Linked DNA regions of Mus musculus: region 2 is linked to region 1. Evidence: chromatin contacts called from public HiChIP or PLAC-seq data. All regions are on one chromosome and are shown on one strand. The core of a region is the stretch at or near the end of the contact, and the rest is flanking DNA. Distances in the headings are between cores, read along the strand shown. Region 1 holds the start of Tfpi (tissue factor pathway inhibitor). Region 2 has its middle 14 kb from the start of Gm13710.

What was found. HiChIP or PLAC-seq counts read pairs in DNA pulled down with a chosen protein or histone mark.
Region 2: a contact with region 1 is called in an H3K27ac HiChIP or PLAC-seq map of extraembryonic endoderm stem cells. The contact joins the enhancer-like site here to the promoter of Tfpi in region 1. A contact is called at or near these places in 1 of 39 promoter capture datasets (macrophages), 1 of 15 datasets of contacts at CTCF or cohesin (the NIH/3T3 cell line), 5 of 484 Hi-C or Micro-C datasets (the C2C12 cell line, CD4 T cells, the HPC-7 cell line and 1 more), 9 of 115 datasets of contacts at active chromatin or transcription factors (the HPC-7 cell line, bone marrow-derived macrophages, effector CD8 T cells and 5 more) and 3 of 9 other capture datasets (adipose tissue, embryonic stem cells and pancreatic islet).

What each region holds. Positions count from the first base shown.
Region 1 is chr2:84,470,281-84,476,232 of GRCm38.p6, forward strand. Tfpi (tissue factor pathway inhibitor) reads right to left here and starts at 3,894. Exons shown (of 9, transcript NM_011576.1): 1 at 3,663-3,894; 2 at 3,419-3,519.
Region 2 is chr2:84,518,135-84,524,017 of GRCm38.p6, forward strand. No RefSeq gene overlaps it. Among named protein-coding and RNA genes, the nearest start is that of Gm13710, 14 kb to the left of the region's middle. RefSeq lists an enhancer at 1-2,669. Within about 2 kb of position 1,642, at least 108 of the 459 cell types and tissues checked have an H3K27ac peak or open chromatin away from gene starts, as enhancers often do. A contact at or near this core is called in the NIH/3T3 cell line, adipose tissue, embryonic fibroblasts and 3 more, where this site is marked.

The DNA.
Region 1 (5,952 bases), core at 2,644-5,143:
ATAATAATAATAAGTCTAATTAACTAAAATCAAAATATGAGTCAGACTGGTGAATCTCTGAACAACCCCAGAACCTCTAGTTGGAGTTTGGATAGGACCTACATCCATGTGCATCCTGACAGCCCTAATTAGACTCAGCAATTTATGGAAAGGTTACAGGAGAGGGAGTGGAAAATGGATTTGATAAAATACATTGTATACGTGTATGAAACTGTCAAAAAATTATGTTACCACTTTGTCTCTAGACAAAAAAGAGGAGAGAGGGAGAGAAAGGTAGGGGAGGGAGGGGGAGGAGAGAGTTTTTCAAAATGATAAGCAGTAGTGAACGTTTAACACTTTCTTCTTCATAATACAAAGTATTGCCAATCCCTCACTAAATGATTCCTGGGCTGTTGTGAGCTCAGCCAATCAATTCCTGGTAATGTTTGCCTTTATGTCAGCAATCATTCCCATTAGACACTTGATTTAGCCTCACAGCCGGATTTTATTAACCAGATAGTGGTTATTATATACAAAATAGGCATGACTTTGGTTTGCAACATAATCACTAAGTCATGCATTGTCCTACATGTGAATGTTCACTGTTCAGAAATACCTATAATTCTTTTTTTAAAAAACCAAAATTATATTTATGAACTAAATATTACAAAGATGACCAGATATACCTTCATGTTTATTTTAGCCAAAGAAAATAATATTATATAACTAAGCAGTGTATATATTCGAGCTTGAAACTGCTTGGTAATGACAAGTAGGTGATTATGCAGGAAATAAACAAAACAATATTCATTTTAAAAGCTCGTCACATTCACAACAAAAAGTGTATTTGAAGATTACTGGTGGAGAGGAAGGGAATGGTGTTCGAGGAGAGATACGTGGTTTGACAAGAGAAAATACAAAACGGTTTGACAAGAGAAGATACAAGCCGGGCGTGGTGACACAGGCTAGCCTATGCCTGTCCCAAGAACAAAGCTTTAATCTGCACTCATCATGGTGATAAGTGATTGATGGTGATTGACTTAGATGTCAGGATATGATCATCTGTGCCTAGGGAAGTGGTTCTCAACCTTCGTCATGCTGCGACTCATTAATACAGATCCTCATGGTCTCTAGCCGGAAGATATTTCATTGCTACTTCATAACTAATTTTGCTAATGTTACAAATCATAATGTAAATATGTAATATGCGGCCCCAAGGTCACGACCCACAGTTTGAGAAGCACCGGTCTAGGGGGATCTGTGTGATGTATCTTGCTGGGTAGAAGATAGGGGGCTTTTTCTAAATGTTCCTTCATCTAATTTCACTATATAGAAAGATCCACTCAGAGTCGCCTTTAACTTATCCTATGATGTCATACCTGTGACTCAAACAGCTGCCACATGATGTTAAGAAAGACAGCTCTAAGTACATTGATTTACTGTAAATGATGAGAATGTTCTGGAAAGAGCCTGAATTCATGCTGAGGTAGCCAATCTTGAAATATCCTGCCTCTGTGTTTTGAGTCCAAGTAAGAGGGGCTAATAACTGGCCCCATTAATTTAAGCTTCTAACTAGCATGGTTATTTTTCTTTTAGGAACAAAATATAACTAGGCAATTGTTGTTTGTGCTTTCATAAACAAGCTATTAATCAATTTGTAAAAACATTTTTAGTTAGAGGCCGTTGAAGGTGATGAGACAATTGATAATTGATACTATATAGTGCACAAGGCCTAGCCAAGTCTTCTTTTCTTTAACTGTGTTGCAAGCCAGTGAGATGCGGCAACCAGTAAAGGCACTTGTTACACAAATACTGCAGTCTAAATTAACCCACTGAACTTAGGCAGAGGAGGAAGGGGAGACTAAGTTGACCTGTTTTACTTTTTCAATTTTCCAAGGTAAGGATTCCCTGTGTAGCCTGGCTGCCCTAGAACTCCATAAACCAGACTGGCCTTGAACTCAGAGATCTGGCCACACCCAGTTGATTTTTTTTTTTCTTTTTTGGTTTTCCAAGACAGGATTTCTCTGTATACCTCTGGCTGGCTGTCCTGGAACTCACTCTGTAGACCAGGTCTGACTCGAACTCAGAAATCAGCCTGCCTCTGCCTCCCAAGTGCTGGGATTAAAGGCGTGTGCCACCACTGCCCAGCTGATCATATTTTTAAAGACTCCCCTGCTCAAAAATTAAGTATGGGGAGCAATGAAATAAACCATTTTGGACCCGAAGAATGAATATTAGAACATGAAGCAGTTTTAAAACAAACCAGAAATGAAAGCACACAAACACATGGCTCCTGGCTCTGGTTCATCATCTTCCTGAGAGACTGACCAATCCAATAGTGAATCTTGGCCTTAGTTTGACTTGGTCTTGACTTTAGTTACAGAGGGTGTAATTTTCTGGAGAATTGCTCAATATAAAATTCCCTGATGTCATAATATGTCCATATTTGAAACTGTGGCCATTTTAAGGATTATTTTTTTTTCTTTTAGGTACAAAGTAGTTGACAGAAATGGTTTTATAAAATAAATAAGGCTCCTCTTGGAATAAAGATGCTAAACTCTTTAGATCATGTGGCTCTAACCACTTATTCATAATATAAAAAGTAAAAGTGGACCGGGCGGTGGTGGCCGCACACCTTTAATCCCAGCACTTGGGGAGGCAGAGGCAGGCGGATCTCTGAGTTCGAGGCCAGCCTGGGTCTACAGATCGAGTTCCAGGACAGCCAGGGCTATACAGAGAGAAACCCTGTTTCAAAAAACAAAAGCAAAACACAAACAAAGTAAAAATGGAAATCACTTCATGGGGAAAAAAAAAAAAGAGAATACTCTTAAGTTGCGACAAAATAGCATGGACAAATTGAGATGTTAAAAACGATTAAAAAACTTTTATCGACAGTGTGGTTATTCAATGTGTACTGCTAGAGAAGAGGACATTCATAAGTATCTGAAATATTCTGGCATATTTTATAGTTAAACCAAGACTTAGAAGACTTAGAAACCAATCCGGGGGTGGGAGGGCATATCTGGACCACAACTTCATTTCTTATCGGTGGCTAGTCTCACTGTAGACCAGGCTGACTGAAACTTACAGACCCACCTCACTCTGCCTCAGAGGGCTAGGATTACAGGAGTGCCCCTGCATCTGGCCTTTCTTCTCAGTTTGAGGTTGTGATGAGAGCAAGGGATAACAACTAGTGAGGGTGGGCAGGCACCATAAAAGGGCATTTGTCAGAATGCCCCCGCAGGGCACCAAGAGTGCCAACGCAGAAGTCTGCTTCCTGCTTCTGTGCCATCTCCCGAATGAGCACCTCTGCCCAGAAGCGACGGTGACATCGTGACTGACACTGAGCAATGCACCTGGACACCTTGTAGTTGGGCCAACTGGACTGGCCAGCACACCTCCACCGCACCACCACCACCATCTCCCTTGGGTTTCTTACCTTGATGAGTCAGTAGTCCTTAAATGAGATCTGGAGATGAGGTCCCAAAATTATACCGTCTTCAGAAGAAATCCGGAGACAGGTCCCGAAAGTGATACAGTCTAAAAATAATAGTTTAGAGGGTCTTAATTGGGTTCCGTTTCTCTGGCAGTTAAAGAAATTAAAGGCAGGAAATTTCAGAAGAGCAATAGAGAGAAGTAGGAGTTAAAGGCAAGCATCTACTTAGGGTGGGGAACACACTCACGCGTCAGACACACGGAGAAAAAGATTCTCTGTAAAGGTTGCTCGGGAAGCCGAAAACCCCAGTCTCTTCTCTCGAGTCCTGAGGTTTTAAAGCATTCGAAGAGTCTTCCTCCCCCACTTCAGGGTTGGTCAGTTTGCCGTTGATTGGTCCGAAACTATGAAACTGTGAAACTATGTGTGACATGTCCTCATCAGGTCTTGACCTTGTTGAGCCAGTCCCTCAGTAAGGATTCTCCCCTGGAAGCTTTTGTGTCAAAGTCAATAGGTGAGGAAGCTAGCCATTATCTAGCCACGGCCCTCTCCCTATCTGGTGCCTACCAGGAAGTCTGTCAAACTTTTACCCTAATAGACAACAATACCCAGCTTCTGGTAACAGGAAAGAAGATGGGCGGCCACAGACTTCACCTGGAGCAAAGCACTGCCCCAGGCTCACCCGAGGCCTGGGTCCTGCCCAAACTGTGGACACTGTGGGATCCTATTCTGCCCTACTCTGCCTCTCTAAGGTAGTTTTCCCAAGTTCCACGGGAAAATCTCTTAGACCGTCTGGGTCTGGTGGCTGAGGGCTGATTGCTGCCCACTGTGGTTAACTGAAGACTTAACGCTGCCCTGTGTGTGTGGCTGCAAAACTCGGTTCACCTCTGCTCACAACAGATCACCATACTGACTGTTCAGGTGGCAGTTAAATCTGTCATTCTTAATTGGCCCAGAGGCCATTTGGTCTATACTTCCTGCTCAAATTTACCCTCAGACCTCTGGGGTGATGTTGACTGCGTGTTTTATCAGATTGGGAGCAGCAATCTGATAAATCTTAGCCTCTCACCTCAGGGACACAGCTGCTTAGTCAGACCGTTTCCTAAGGCCTTGCCTTCTCAGGGACACAGCTGCTTAGTCAGACCGTTTCCTAAGGCCTTGCCTTTTCCAGAGCTCAGGTCTCCAGCTGAGACAGGCAAGCTCACAGACACGTTTGCCTCGCTGACAGGCTTCCTGCTGAGAAAGATAAACTCACAAAAACAGATTTCAGTGTGAGAGCAAACTCAAGCCATCGTGTTGTTACTCAAAACTTGCTCTCTGCTGTTCCTTTATTCAAAAGAGCTTACTTTTTTGTGACTTTGTTCACTAATCAAACACCTATGCCTCAAAGTATTAGAGTTTTCCAGATTTTAAAAAAAAAAAAAAAGTTTAAAGTTTATGCAACTTGCCAAGGTCTGAGGAAGGGATTCAAAGTATGTGAAAATGATTTAAGGTGCGTGAAAAATGAGACTTTCAAGATGGTATACGATGTGAAGACTTCAGGGTTCACTCAGTGGAGTTCTGATGAATCTAGCCCTGGTAAAACACTGGCTACTAAACTTTTTAAAAACATCATAGTCACAGGCCCAAAATTGTTAATTTTCTTTAGTTGTTTTCTAAATAAAGGCACTTATCATTGTGAAAAAAACACCTCTGTTCTTTTGTTCTCTTCCCTGACAAGAAATCTCTGTCTTATTACAGATAAATAAATGTTCATGCTCCTATTATGCTAATAACTTTTCAAGCTTTGTTTTGCTAAGGCTCAAAGGTCTATTCCAACTGTTTACAGATTTTTGTTAACTGCTTTGCTACAATGAGTACTTCCTTGCAGAACACAGACAGTGGTCATTCTATCTAAACCTTTAACCTCTTTTTATATGCTTAAAACAGTTCATGCAAACTTCAGGGCTTCCATCTGTCATTGCTCAGAAGATCCCTTGCCACTGGTAAGCCAATGTAATTGTTCTTTGTCTCTCTCTTTAGGTTCACTCAGCAAACCAGACCCTGTCCCCCACCCCCACTCATACCCCCACCCCCACCTCCACATCCACACCCACCCCATCCCAGCCTGCAACTCTGGAATTCCAGCTTTCCTAGCCTGCCAGGACAACCCTCTCCACCTAAGAAGCAGCTACGGAAGAGAGACACTACATCACCCTTTATCATCAACAAAAGGCTGGAACTATTAGTTCTCTCAGCTGTCCAAATATACAGAAATGAGCTCAAGCTGGACCACAGAAGGATTTCTGGAGGATAAATAAAAGCCACCATGCCTCCGGAACTTTTGAAAGCAGTTCCCATCGGCCAAAAGTTGTCCTTTCCCTTACTTCTGGCAGAAGTGACAGATGGCTCCATTGACATATACCTACGGCTGCATATCACAGCCCATGCTGGCCTCCAAACTTCCTCTGCTCCTACTCACAAGTACTTTTTACGAATTTCAAAGCTCTCTCACCCCCCCCCCACGTGTGTGTGTGTGTGTGTGTGTGTGTGTGTGTGTG
Region 2 (5,883 bases), core at 392-2,891, 46 kb after region 1:
AACACAAGTGCACATGAATTTCATCAGTTCTGTTTATCACTGTTTTTAGCCTTCCCTTGAATAAAGTGAATGTTCAATAACACTTAATGAAATGATGGATGATGGATAGATGGATGGATGGATCCATAGATCCATAGATGGAGGGGAAACTGGAAGACTAATATGGCCAAAATACATTGATTACCCTTAAAATTACCAAAGAATAAATTAAAAATATTGTATAAGTCAAAGTTCCCATGTCCAAAGGAAACCCAATATTGACAAGATCAGGGAATGCCACAAGGAGTGGGGCATTGCTTGTTTCCACTCATCATGAGTTATTAGCAGATTTTAAGTGAATTAGTAATTTCTTGATTCTTCTCCCAAACACTAGACCTCACCGTCCTCTTAAAGGCAAAGCCTGTCAATGGCCAGGCAGAGGGATAGATGGGAGGATGAGAGATTTTTAAAAGATTACATCATGTTTTGCTTATGAATACCAAAATAAGAAGAAAGCTAGAAAAGAATGTGAAACCTTTCTCCTTAGGAGAAAAAAGAGCATGAATGTCTCATGAAATTTTTTATTATGCTTTGTTATAAATCAAAACTACCTCCACAGGATACAGAGATCTTTTCTGTCTCCCCAAGAAACAGTCAGTAAAGTTGTCATTACTCATTATTCCTTTCTTACAATGGATTTGTTTTGGGGGATGTGATACAAGTTTCTGCTTCAAGGTGGGTGTAGGGTCAAGAGCAGAGATTACTCACAGTGCCCGGCTCTGCTGAGTTACAAGAATAGCCTATTGTATTCCGCAGCCCCGGAGTCCTTATCTCTGCTTAAAGAGAACAGAAAATGTGCAACCTTGAAATACAGAGGCCCATTCACTTTTGTAGGTGAAACCAAAAGAGCCTTGTACTGTTTTAGAAATAAATGAAGTCCCAGTTGGCTAGCGGATACCAAGGGAAGACAACAGCCTATTGAAAGGTAAATTCATCCTTTGTACAAATAACCAAACTTGAATACCAAAACTAGTTCGGAACTCACACACCCATTTAAGATGACTCTAAGCTTGGTGTAGTATGTCTCATTCCTTCAGCTGAAAGGTCTAATTGTCTTTGAGACAGCCTATATCTATGATCCTAGAGCCCCGTGTTTTACGTTGTTTCCACTACAGTTCCCTCTCCAGACAGATCCACTCTTCCTGATTAGTGTAGCCTTCAATAAGAAAAGACAATCAATTCTCCGATTCATCACCTAGAATGAATCTCCTCTCTGGAGATTCTGGCTTTAATCATCTCCAGACCCTGCTCTTCCCCACGGCCCCGGCAGTCACAGCACTCCTTTGCTGCCGCATCTTTCCCTGTGGGTAACTTTGTGCTGGTTTGAACCTCTGGGAAAGTCAAATCTACAGGCATGCCTTTCCCCTTTAGAGACTGCCCCCAAAATAAATACAGAGATCTACTTTCCCTCTCAGCCTGCATTCCACAGGCTTTGCTTCTGTTTACACTCGGGAAACTGTTTCCGGGATTTGTCTGGAATAGGCCAGTGTTTGCTCCACGGTTTCAGTAGTCACCTTGTCTCCCTCACGTCAGATAGGCAGGTCAGTCTGGACTCTTAGGTTCTTGAGAGAGTGGAGTGGAAACTTGGCAGAGTACGTACCTGACCGTTGAAAAGAATTGAGACACACCAAACAAGGATGAAAGGGGAAAAGCTTAACGTATTCCACTGTGCCAGGTTAACCTTTGTTCATGGTTTGGCATGTGCCTTGTATGCCTTTCCTACTACGTATGAGGAGAGAAGGAAATGGGAGTGGTTCCAAGGCCAGCCAGGGCGACAATAAAGATAAACACCCGCACACGGCTCACAATTGGACTGTATAATGTGGCAGTGAATGGGGTCACTAGGGAAGAAGCGTGTGATGTCACAGCACAGGTGGGGATGCCAGGCCTTCAGAACGCGTTCATGGCTATGTCCATGGTGTACCCTCTGTCTTCTCTAAGTGCGCTGCCGATCTTTCTATGCCAGGCCTCCACCCCAGATCCCAAAGGCATTTCTTCACACAAACAAATCTCCCTCCTGGCAAGCCTTTGTTTTTACACAATAATTCCTCATGAGGTAGAAAACTAAAGAGGGGCTGGTCTCCTCCCTTTTCTTCTTGGGGTCGTCAGTTCTTTTTTGCTTTATTTTGTTTAATGTTTGTGAGTGTTTGCCTTTCATGCGTACATGCTCACTGTGACTGTGCCTGGTGCCTGCAGAGACCAGTAGAGGGTCCCCTGGAACTGTCTATATAGACAGTCCTGAACTACCATGTGGATGTTGGGAACCAAACTTGGGACCTCTTGCAAGAGCAGCAAGGGCTCTTACTTGCTGAGTTCTCTCTTCAGCTCCAAGTCACTTGTTCCTATTGGCCCTGCCAACTCCTTCACCTCTTGCCCTAAGAAACCCAAGAAAACCTAGGTGTAAAAGCAACTTAACTTTTATTCCCCTGTTATAGCTGTTGTCTGGGAGGCTTACTGCCTCCATCTGCTAATCTAGGCCTAGAATGGTTTCAGCCTCTGAGACTTGCTGCAGAGTAAGGTTCCCCTTTCTGGTTCTTTCTGAACTCTGGCTGGCTGGTTCAACTCAGCTGTTCTGGCTCAAACTCCCCTCCCAGCTGACTGATTTAAACTGGCTTCTCTCTTGGCCTTTGAATTGCCTCAAACTAACTTTTCTCATCATCTGTCTCCTTCTCATTCTCTGGTTCATTCTGTCTTTACCTGTGCCTAGCTTGTTCTCTGTAAAACTCTACCCTGCAAATCCGCCTCCTCCTCCCTCTCTGTACTGCGCCACTCCTCTCTCAACGCTACTGCTCTCCACCAACTCTACTGTATTCCTTCACTGTACTCTCTTCTTCCTCTACTGTCTCTCCCTTAAGTAGCTTCCTGTCTCGTGAAAGTCGGACCTACCTCCGCATTCTGTCAGATCTTTCTCTGATTCACTTTCAAACATGGGTGCTTCCTTCTACAAACTAGCTTGACTTTCATTGTTTGGGATCAAAGGTAAGTGCTAAGGGCTGAGCCACACCCTAACTAGAAACAGGTTCAAGTATCCTGTAACAGCCAGGGATCGGAGGAAGAAGAGTGTGAGAGGTTGATATTCTGAGCACTAGGCCAGAATTGGGTGGAAACAGGGAAGTGGAATCCAGCCAGAGAGCATACCTGGGCAGCCACAACAAAAGGGTGACATTAAAGACAGAACAGACAATTCTTGGGCTAAGGCTTAGGGAACACAGTGGATGAGGAGAAAAATCAGTTCCAAATGACTTAGGAACCCAGATGCCTCACCCTAGGTTTCCCACAAAAAGCAACAGCTGGGATAAGGCACGATGCTGCATATTAGATGGACAAATTGGTACAAATTGGGCTCCTTGTGTGTCATCAGGGAGAAGAAAGGATTGTGGGTCAAATTGCAATGCCCAAATCAAAAATGCTTATCAAGTGGATAACAGGAAAGAAAGAGGAAGAGACAAATCTAGACAACAATGTAGGTGGGAAAATGAGCTTTAACTCTGTACTATATTCTCTCTCTCTCTCTCTCTCTCTCTCTCTCTCTCTCACACACACACACACACACACACACATCTTTTCTACTTTCTCATCTTTTCTACCTGAGCCAACAGCTACTCCATCAGAGAGTCACAGAAGATAGGACGAATGTGTCTGACCAGAAACACCTGCTTACCAGAGCGTTGTGAGCAGCCACGCATTCTATATGAACAACTTAGATGATGGCCCGTGAACCTAAGAACGTCTCTGCAAGATGCCATGGGATGCTGAGTATTTGTGTAGACATAACCCATCGTGTACCTCAGAAGAGCACGGTCGATTCCTGCCTTCCTATGAATATTCATCACACATTCTCTACTTCCTTTGTCCTAAGCTCTTTGACTACATACTTGGTTTCTCTTAATTTCTAGGAGGCTTTCTTGGTAGGTTGGCTGGTAGAGACTGGGTCTCATGTAGTGGAGAACTATCTTGAACTCTTGATTTACAAAGCCTGCGCCACCATGCCTGACTAGGAGAGTTGTTCTCACGTAATGCAAACAACCATAACTCTCTGACAGAAAGACTTTCATTTTGATTCTCATTTGTCTTTGTTTTTTAAGACAAACTTCCTCTGTGTCCCCCTGGCTGTCCTGAAACTCACTCTGCAGAGCAGGAATGGTCTGGACTCATATCATATCCTCTTGCCTCTGCCTCCCAAGTGCCAGTATTGAAGATGTGTGCCACCACTGCCTGACTTCATTCTGATTCTTGAGACACAGAAAACAAAGAGCTATCACATCTCCAGACCACTTTGACATGACTCGGATGTCTGTGACTAGATAGAAAGAGATGGAGCTAAGCCAGAGCAATTCACAGAGAGAAAGAAAAGAAGACACTGCAGATGCCAGGACATAGAGTCAGGAGCAACCACTTTGAGGAAGAAGGCTGCCACACAAAGAAGCATCGAAAGCCAGTCATAATGACAACTCTCCATTGTATCATCAGTGTATCCCAGGAGGTGAAGTTAGCAAGGCAAGCAGTACACCTGGAATTCTCTGAAGTTGTGAAATGTACAGGGCTAAGGCCCGATGGAAAACAAAGGAAGAAGAGTTCAAACAGAGAGCACAGAAGACAGGAGCCAGGTATGGATTCATTTGGGAACCCTGGACTGCTTCAGATTATAAATCTCTTGAAGCAAAAGCAGGGAGCTAAGCATGTAGACACTGTAAGTGGAAAAGTAAGAAGAAGCAAAGCTTGACAGTCGTGAGTTATGGCTCAAGTTTAAAACGAAATGTAAGCAGTTTGGACTGAATAGCATGGCTGAACTGAACCTCTCAGACAAAACTTCGGAGTCTAACTGCTCCATCCCTGATAAACGTCAAAATGAGAAAGGCAAACACGTCCATCAATGCTCTAGGGTGACCCAGGTATCTCCTGGCCTCATTTACAGATTTGGGGTAATTATTCTCAACAATAAAAACATCCCAGATTCCAGGAAACCTCTAACCATCACTCCCTCGACATTCTACCCAGATGCAAGAATTTAGCACTTAGGCTATTTTTTTTTCAATATAACAAGACAATTTCCTTAGCAAAGACTTTTCCTTTTGATAATAAATTCTCCACAGGCCACAGAGACACAGAAGACCAGCCAACCAAAAAACAGGAAGCAAACCCCTCTTTAGGTCAAGAAACCTAAAGAGAAGTGCATTTTTTTTCTTTTTTTTTTTTTTTTTTTTTTTTTTTTTGGTGTTTTTGAGACAGGGTTTCTCTGTGTAGTCCTGGCTGTCCTGGAACTCACTTTGTAGACCAGGCTGACCTCGAACTCAGAAATCTGCCTGCCATAAGAAGCACAAGCTAAAAGGACTCACTAGCCTTTGTTCTGAAGGCCCAGAATTCTCTGCCTCAACTTCAACCCAGTACTTGCCCCATGGCGAACTCTGTATCCTTGCTTCCTGTTCCTTCCTTAGGCCCTGGCCTCTGTGCTAGCTACATTAATCTCAGATTACAGGCCCCAGGATGACTTTGACCTTGGGAAGGTAGTGACGCTGAGCTAACAGTTTGTTGTTTGAGGGGGGATTTCCAAATGAAAACATATCCAAGGTCAATCAGGAAAATGCCAACTTGCAAACTGTCTCACTCTGCCAAACAAGGATGATATTTTTAAAACGGTGCTTATCTTTGATGTGATCTTCTGGGGGACCTGCTAAGGTGGGACCGAGGGAATCTTTTTCTTTTTTCTTTACTTTCTGGCCAAGTAAGCCTAGAACACTAACCAGATTCTCACCTACAATTTTACCTAAATAACAGCTGATTTTTTTTCATACTTTTCGATCTTTTTGTTACCAACGCAGAAGAGTCATATTAGGACATTTCCAC